Regions from separate parts of the Gossypium hirsutum genome. Here region 1 is linked to region 2. The links are chromatin contacts, called in public Hi-C maps. All regions are on one chromosome and are shown on one strand. The core of a region is the stretch at or near the end of the contact, and the rest is flanking DNA. Distances in the headings are between cores, read along the strand shown.

Region 1 (4,206 bases), core at 1,454-3,953, 83 kb after region 2:
CCAAACCCAATACATTAGGGCTCAATTTCCCTCGAAAATCCCAAACTTCGAATATTGCTTTTATTCAAAAAAACCTCTGAATCAAGAAAATAACTTTGATGTATGGTTAAAACCAAACTATATTTTCAAAAAAGAGTATGTAAGAGAATTACTGTACAATATGATACAAATACCTTAATTTACATTATATATGTAAATACTTACAAATATATATACAAGTACGATATACAAGTAAATTCACAAATACGTGCATGCATATATTTGACACACGTGTACAAGGATACATATAAAAAGATAGAATGGAATATATCAATCAAAAACTAAAAAATGCATGTATATATATTTGAAAATCGTGAAAAAGGATAAAATACAAAAATATGTATGTGTGTATAAATTTACAAAATAAAAAATGTATAAGTATGTATGTATTGGAAAATCGTGTAAATCCGTATATGTTTAAATACTTATATATGTACAATATATATATAAAATAATAGAGTATGTAAAAAAAATATTTATAATGATTTTTTAAACGTGTACATAAATATATTAAAACGTGTACATGTTATACGACGTGTATGTATATATATATAAAGTATAAAGTCTATAAAAATTAGGAAAGTAAAACAAGAAATATAAAAAAGTATGTATGTATAAAATATAATGTATGTGAAGGTTAAAAAAAAAAACCATATAAAATTTTTTTAAAACGCTCGAATAGATATATGCATGCATGTTTTAAAGCTGATGAACATATATATTTTATATAAAGAAATATGTATATACTATATAAAAATGCGTATATAAGTTTAGAAATAATTATAAAAAAATGATAGTAAATAATATGATAATAATAAATAATGGTACAATGATAATAGCATAAAAATAATGATAAAATAACTGATAAATGAACTAAATTGAATTAAAACAGAAAAAAGCGGGGCAAATTTGAAATAAAATTAAAAAAACTAATTTGAATACGCGCCCAATAATGGAGGACTAAAAGCGAAATTAATCTCGTCCATAAAACGTTGCGCAGCGACGGACTGAATTGAGACAGAAACGAAATGTGAGGCTAAAATTAAAAGAGATAAAAATGAATTTAATTGAAGTGCGCCACAAAAAGGAGGGACCTATAGCGCAAATTCCCCATTCGGGCCAGAACATGCGGATCCTCCCCTCCAGCTCGGGTCGACGTGCAGATCTGGCCCTTTCAAAACGGTGCTGTTGCCATCAATTATTTAAATGAAAATTCTCTTAAAAAAATAAAAAGAAAAAAACAACCCTCATAAAAAAACAAAAAAAAGGAGAGCAAATGCTCTGCTAGGGTTTTGGAACCCATTTGTGCGCCGCCGCCACTAGGACGCCCCTTGGCCTCCGACGACACCCCCAGCCTCCGATTGTGACGGAGAGGGGACACCGTGACGGCACCAGGTAAAATTCTTTCTCTTTTTCCTTTTTATTAAGCGAAAATTAAAAAAATAAAATGAAAAATAGATTAAAATTGAAAAAACGAAACTAGGAATCAAGAACTCCAAAAAACCACCTTTTGTATTCAGAAATCAATAAGTAAAAATCTATTTTCTCTCTGTTTTTTGTATGTCTAAACCGTAATTCCCCCCTTACATACTTAAAAGCGGCCTTTTTATAGCCGAAATAGAAAGGAGGAAAAATAGAAAAAATCTACATAAATCTATTATGTTGTTTGTTGGCCCGATTTTTGTTCTTCTCTTTTGCTTGCTGCAGGTGCTACTGGAGGCGTGTGCGAGATTCGCGGAGGGCGGCGCGATCTGCGGAGCGCAAGGAGGACTGCTGGGCGTGGGTGCGACGCGCATGTAGGGGGTGGTTGCGGCTTGTGCTGAAACAAATAGGCTCCTAGGGTTTCTGGTATTTTGTTTTTGTGTGGGCTAGGTTTAGTAGGTTGGGTCTAGTATTTGGGCCTATTTATTTGTTTGGGCCCGAGCATTATTGGGCTTGTACACATACTTTTGGTACGAAGAGGGAAGTGCTCACAACTCACCACGCATAACCTAAACGGATAATTCGGTTCCACGTACCAGGTAAGTTCAATTCTGGGTTAATAAATACTGCAATTTAATGGAATGATAATTTCAATAAATTTAGTATTTTAAATTTTTTTATCTCAATTTGATATCTAAATTGAATTTCAATATTCAATTAGTAACATGTGTAGTTTAATAAGAAAAACATAAACATTTAATCGAGACAAAAGAAAAACTCAGGTAGTAACACATGCAAAGATTGCCTTATGGTTTTCATTCACAACTTGAGGAGCCTCCGACGTATCCTTTGGTTCATTTCAGGCCCATATTAGGTGAGGAAAGTAGATAAGACATTTATGAATCAGTTGATGTGTATACGATGCAATCCTGACCTATGACAAAACGAATGCAAACGTTTTATCATAGTACATATTACCAATTATTAATTATTTATATTTTGGACTCAAATGAGATGCCATATACAAGTGTAAGCCACTCTTTCAATAATCAATGAGAATAAAGCATAATTAATAGCTAATTATTTACCTTTGTGGTAAGCATCTACAGTGACTGTTTCTGGCTATGGATATTCTGGTTTTTAAAAAAAATTGTGATTCACTGAATGTACATGTCGCCTCTGTGTTGCAATGGGCCATACGCCATCTGGGACCTGACTCAGCTGCATTTGATTTTTACTCTGCACAGCTAGAGCCTTTATATAGGTTTAGATAAAATCTTGGGCTCCATGTGAATTGTGAAGAAAGGGCATTACTATGAGCTGCAATGAAAGATGGCCCAACAGGCAGGACCAATAGATTGAATTTGACTTCTTTGCTTAATTATCTGTTTTGTTTTATACCACAAATTTGACTTCTTTGTGTTTTGACTTCACTTATCTTAAAATGATTCTATTTCATACGATTTCACGTCAACTTACTTTTGTCCAGATTTTGTTTGTGGACGTTTATGGGGAAATTTACACAAATAATATTAAAATAATAATTTAATACTCAAATAATATAGGTTTACTTTTATTTACCATATGTTTTGAATAGTAATTGCTTTTTTGGGCTTTGAAAAACTCCCAAATAAATTTAACTGGTAGTTGAACCAATTTCAAATTAATCTGATCAATTGATTTTTAAAATTATTGGCCCAACCGTTTCATAGTAAATAAATTTAAAAAATTAAAAAAATTATAAGAATCAATTTAGCTGTCAATTCAAAACTTTTTTAACTCAGGTTAACCAGTTCGTATCAGTTCATGGGTCAATTGGTTTTTAAAATTTATAAACTTTTTTAGCCCTCAACATTTAAAGTATTTTTTTTGTCAATTTGGTCCATACCTTTTAAAAATACATAATTTTAAAAAAAATATTTTTCATATTTTAAAAAACATAAAAGTTTAAAATTACATTTTTAAATAAAAAAAACTCTTTAAAAATTCAAAATTCAAAAATATTTTTAAATATAAAAATTCCAAAATTCTATGTTATAAAAATCAGATTGGACCATTTAGACCAAAAATCGAGAATCAACTAGTTTTTTACCTCTCACCGAACCAATACCCCCTAGACAATTTCTGATCCAACTGATCTGATTCGGTTTACATAGCATTGAATTTTTTATTTTTTTAATTTAAAAGAGTTTTTGTTTTTCAAAAATTTTTATTTTTAAAAATTATAAATTTTAACTTTTACCTGTTTAAATAGAAGATTTTTTATAATTTTTTTAAAAATATTCGAAACATATCATTTGGGTAAATAAAAGTGGGTCTATATTATTTGGATAATAAATTATTATTTTAATATTATTCTTATAAATTTCCCGAGAGAGGGATTTACTTATTGGTGTAAAATAAGTAGTTTTGTACATTTTCATAAATTGATTTTACTATTAATATTTTAGTAATCCAACTGTTAAATTTATCAATACAAGTATTTTCATGTATATAAATTTTCAAATTGATTTGATATCTTTATCATTTTAATCCAAAATACTCTATCATGTCAATCTAAATATTGTCATGATTGGAAGCTTTTTACGTAAAATATAGATATATTCAAATTACTCAAAATTTAGGGTAAACTAAACGCAATGTCACTAAACTGTTAGTGAATTTATATTTTGTTCACTCAACTTCAGAAAGTATGAAATTGTCGTTGAATTATTCGAAAGTTTTCATTTTTGTCACTGAACTGTT
Region 2 (3,717 bases), core at 377-2,876:
GGATTCAAGGAAGACTGCTCTGCCGCCTGTTGGGTGGTGTATGGCCATTGTAGAATACGTGAATGTTGATCGTTCAAGGAAGAAAGATTTTCTTGTGAAGAGCTGCCATTTTTGGTAACCTTTGCAGCAAGTGCCTCATTGGGTTGATTTTGTTGTTCCTTGCTCTGTTTATGACGAATTCAGCTCATTAAAATTGGGAAAATAATCAAAGATGCACTCATCACAACCATCCACCAGTTGCAAGCGGAGTGGAAATTGAAATGCAACAATTACAACTGGATTTGTTGACAATGCAAAACTTCTCACTCCATTAAGCTAAATAAAGAAAAAGTGCTCTTATCATCCAAAACAATGAACCCTGGCATAACACATAACAAAACACTCGTTTTCCTTCAACCACAACACATTTGAGAACACCCCGAAAAAAAAATTAAGGCAGGAAAATGAAACCCCAGATTATCAATCAATAAACTTTCAGCTAATACAAAGAACAAACAAAATAAGGCAAACCCATTTAAGAAGAAGAAAAGGGTCACATACCAAGAGATCATTTGATTCAGGCTCTTGATTAGAAGAAGTGGCAATAAGTTTCTTATGCTTCTTCTTCTTCTTTTCCATAGCAGTAAATGACTACTTTTTAGAAACTCAAAAACCTGTGTGTGGATGAATGTGGAAAATCTTAACTCATTACTGCAAAAGGAAGGAGAGAGCGAGAGAGAGGGTCAGAGCAACAAAAGGAGCATGAATATCTTCTTCAGCAGAATAGAGAATGTGAAGGAATTTAATATTATATTATACATTTCTTTTTCCTTGTTCTTGCTGCAGAGTTGCCTTTCTTCTGTCTCTGTTGCAAACCAAAACCAACTACAAAGAAGCGGTCATTTCTCATTATAAATGAAACTAAAGGTTTTCATTTTAAACCTTAAACTTAAGAATTTATTAAATTATTTTAATGTTTAATGTGTTGGTTTTCGAATAAAAATAAATTGCACTAAAACTATCACATCATACATATTTGAAATAGATAATTCTTCAAATATGTTAAAGCTTTAAAATATTAAATCTACCTGTCCATAATTTTCAATTCATTTTAGAGATGGGCAGAAAATGGCAGAGCACGTGTGCACAGTATAAACTGAAGACCTTTAGCATCGATAATCAAAAGCTTTCAAAGTTTGATGCTGATTGATTGCACATATTCTCATGCAAAAATGTTGAAATGAGGAGGCCATTAATCATAACAACAAACACCTTGCTTAAACAATATCGGTTGTAATTGATTAGAAGAAAGGTATACAGATTTTATAGCGCCATTGACAGAAGAGGTGGCAGCTGCTAGATGATAGTAGAAATTTGGTTGAATGGAAAGGAAAGGGAGCAAGAGGTTGGAAAGGAACGTGTTTGACGCATGGAAGACCGCCCCCTCAAATTTGCCATCGGTCAAAACCTGCAATTCTGTTTTGTTTTGTTTCAAGACTTCACTTTGGGTTAAGATGAAATAGAATAGATGCTGAAATTAAAATATACATAGCTTTTTCCGATACCTCCTGCATGCCCTCCTCTAATTATGTACCACCTGCACGTGCATGCGGTCCAAAAAGTGTAAAATGAAATGCATCAAAGGATTCAATGGGCACAAGTGAGGTAAACCTTACCATGCAACATTTCTGACCCATAAGAGAGAAAACCCAGCAACCTAAATCGGCCTAGAATCCAAATGTACCGCCTTTTTTCCAAGATTGGCCCAATCAAACTTTGATCGTAGTCAAAATAGGTGTTCTACCCGAACGTAAATCATTGCCTCTTTTGCAAGATTATTAATAAAGTCTAAAGATCACATGAAATGATATCACTTGCAATACTTTGCAAGATTATTTTATTTTAAAAGCTTTGACTCTTAATTCATAGGCTTTTTCTCCTTTTGTAACTATTACCTTTTAGATTTTTTATTTTATTTTATTATGTTGTTTTTATGTTTATGGTTTTATTTTCAAGATTTAAACTTGTGTTTTTTTAGGAGTGCAACATGTTTTATCCAAGGGAAAATATTAGATTTTTTTAGTGGGACCGAAATTGAATTATAAACTTTTAAAAGTCTAAAATATTAGTTTTATTTTTTTTATTTCATCAATTTTGAAGAGATTAAATAGAATTCTTTTTTATTTTTAAGGGAGGTAAAGTACAATTTTACTAAATATTATCATTTTCATTATTAATAAAGAGACTAAATTGCATAAATTTCAATTTAGGGTCTTACCATTACATTACAACCAACACTTATTGGTTACCTACTACATTTATCGGTGGATGGAGTTATTTATTTGTTTGATTGATTTATATCCTTATTATTATTTAAAAATTTATGACATTATTATCGCGAGTTAATTATATAATTATTTGACACTAATATAATTAGAAAAACGAAAAAGTAAATAAATTTATAAAGGAGAAACGATATATTAAGAGTTATATGCTCCTCTCTTACTTTTTCTCATTACTTTTTTTATCAATAATAAAAATATATTAATTATCTTCTTTTCAAAAAGGAGATAATTAGTTAAATAATTTATTTTTATATTATATTCAATTTCTCCTATGAGTGTGCATAATACTAGTCAATTTGAGCTATGAATAACTTGATTGATGTATGTAAGTTTTTTTGTATAATAATATTAAAGACAGAAGCAAAAGGTTAAGTTGAAAGATGTGGAATCTATAATAATAGATAAAAGGAAGCTAATTCATTGAGTTTATCCCATTTCAAAATATGATGTCCCAAGTATTTGTCGACCCCACAAATTCTTTTTTCCTTGCTCATGCAAATACCAACATATAGCATAATGATATTTTATAAAGGAATTACCTTTTTCCAATCTTTCTACTGAAAAGTTCAAAGTAGGCAGGTTTGAAATACTAAAAGGTAATTATTCAGTGGAGAGTGGACTTGGTTTCAAAGGTTGCTTTTATTGGGGGAGGGCTGGAGGAATATCAAATATAATGTTGGGTACTTATCCCCACAACCCATTACCACTCAATGTTCCAACTTTGTTATTGTTGAAGGCCAACATGGAGCAACTATATATATACACACAACTTTAATGGCACATACTATGTATATCATATTATCAAATTGTAATATACTAAATTTTATAATTACAATTGTAAAATTTTATATAAAGTATTAACTAAGTAAAAATATTATATATTTATCATAATTTTTTTAACACTTAATTGAAAATATATACTTATATTAGAAGTTATAATTTTAAAAAATAACTTACAATTAAATAAAGTTTAAGTGTAAAATATTATACCATTTATATTTTAAATAATTCACATGTAAATGCATATAGAAAAAATAAAATAGAGAAATATTACGTATTAATAAGTAAAATATCATATATTTTAGACCTTTATTACTTTACTTTTTCTTGATCTTTGAGTAAAATATCATGTCTTAGCTTATTTTCATATTTTATTATCATTTTTATTTATTTTTTCTTAGATTTTATATTAGTTAGTAATAAATAATTATTTTAATGTTTTCATGACTTTGATTCGATATACAAGCTTAGGATGCAAGATCGAGGATTATTGGAAGTGAACTGAGCAATTACAAGGAGGGCCGAAAAAGGCCAAGTGAGTTCTAGCCCAAAAACAGTCGCCCTAATGCAGATCACACAACCCTTAGCATGCTAACGCTCGTGCCCCACACTG

The links. A called contact is a pair of places that touch in the nucleus more often than the background predicts.
Region 1: a contact with region 2 is called in a Hi-C map of leaf, with 4 times the contacts expected there. The contact joins two enhancer-like sites. A contact is called at or near these places in 2 of 34 Hi-C or Micro-C datasets (both in leaf).

The regions. Positions count from the first base shown.
Region 1 is chrD11:29,973,393-29,977,598 of Gossypium_hirsutum_v2.1, forward strand. No RefSeq gene overlaps it. Among protein-coding and RNA genes, the nearest start is that of LOC107913361, 14 kb to the right of the region's middle. Within about 2 kb of position 2,704, at least 3 of the 9 cell types and tissues checked have an H3K27ac peak or open chromatin away from gene starts, as enhancers often do. A contact at or near this core is called in leaf, where this site is marked.
Region 2 is chrD11:29,891,800-29,895,516 of Gossypium_hirsutum_v2.1, forward strand. It overlaps the pseudogene LOC107913359. Among protein-coding and RNA genes, the nearest start is that of LOC107913360, 28 kb to the right of the region's middle. Within about 2 kb of position 1,627, at least 5 of the 9 cell types and tissues checked have an H3K27ac peak or open chromatin away from gene starts, as enhancers often do. A contact at or near this core is called in leaf, where this site is marked.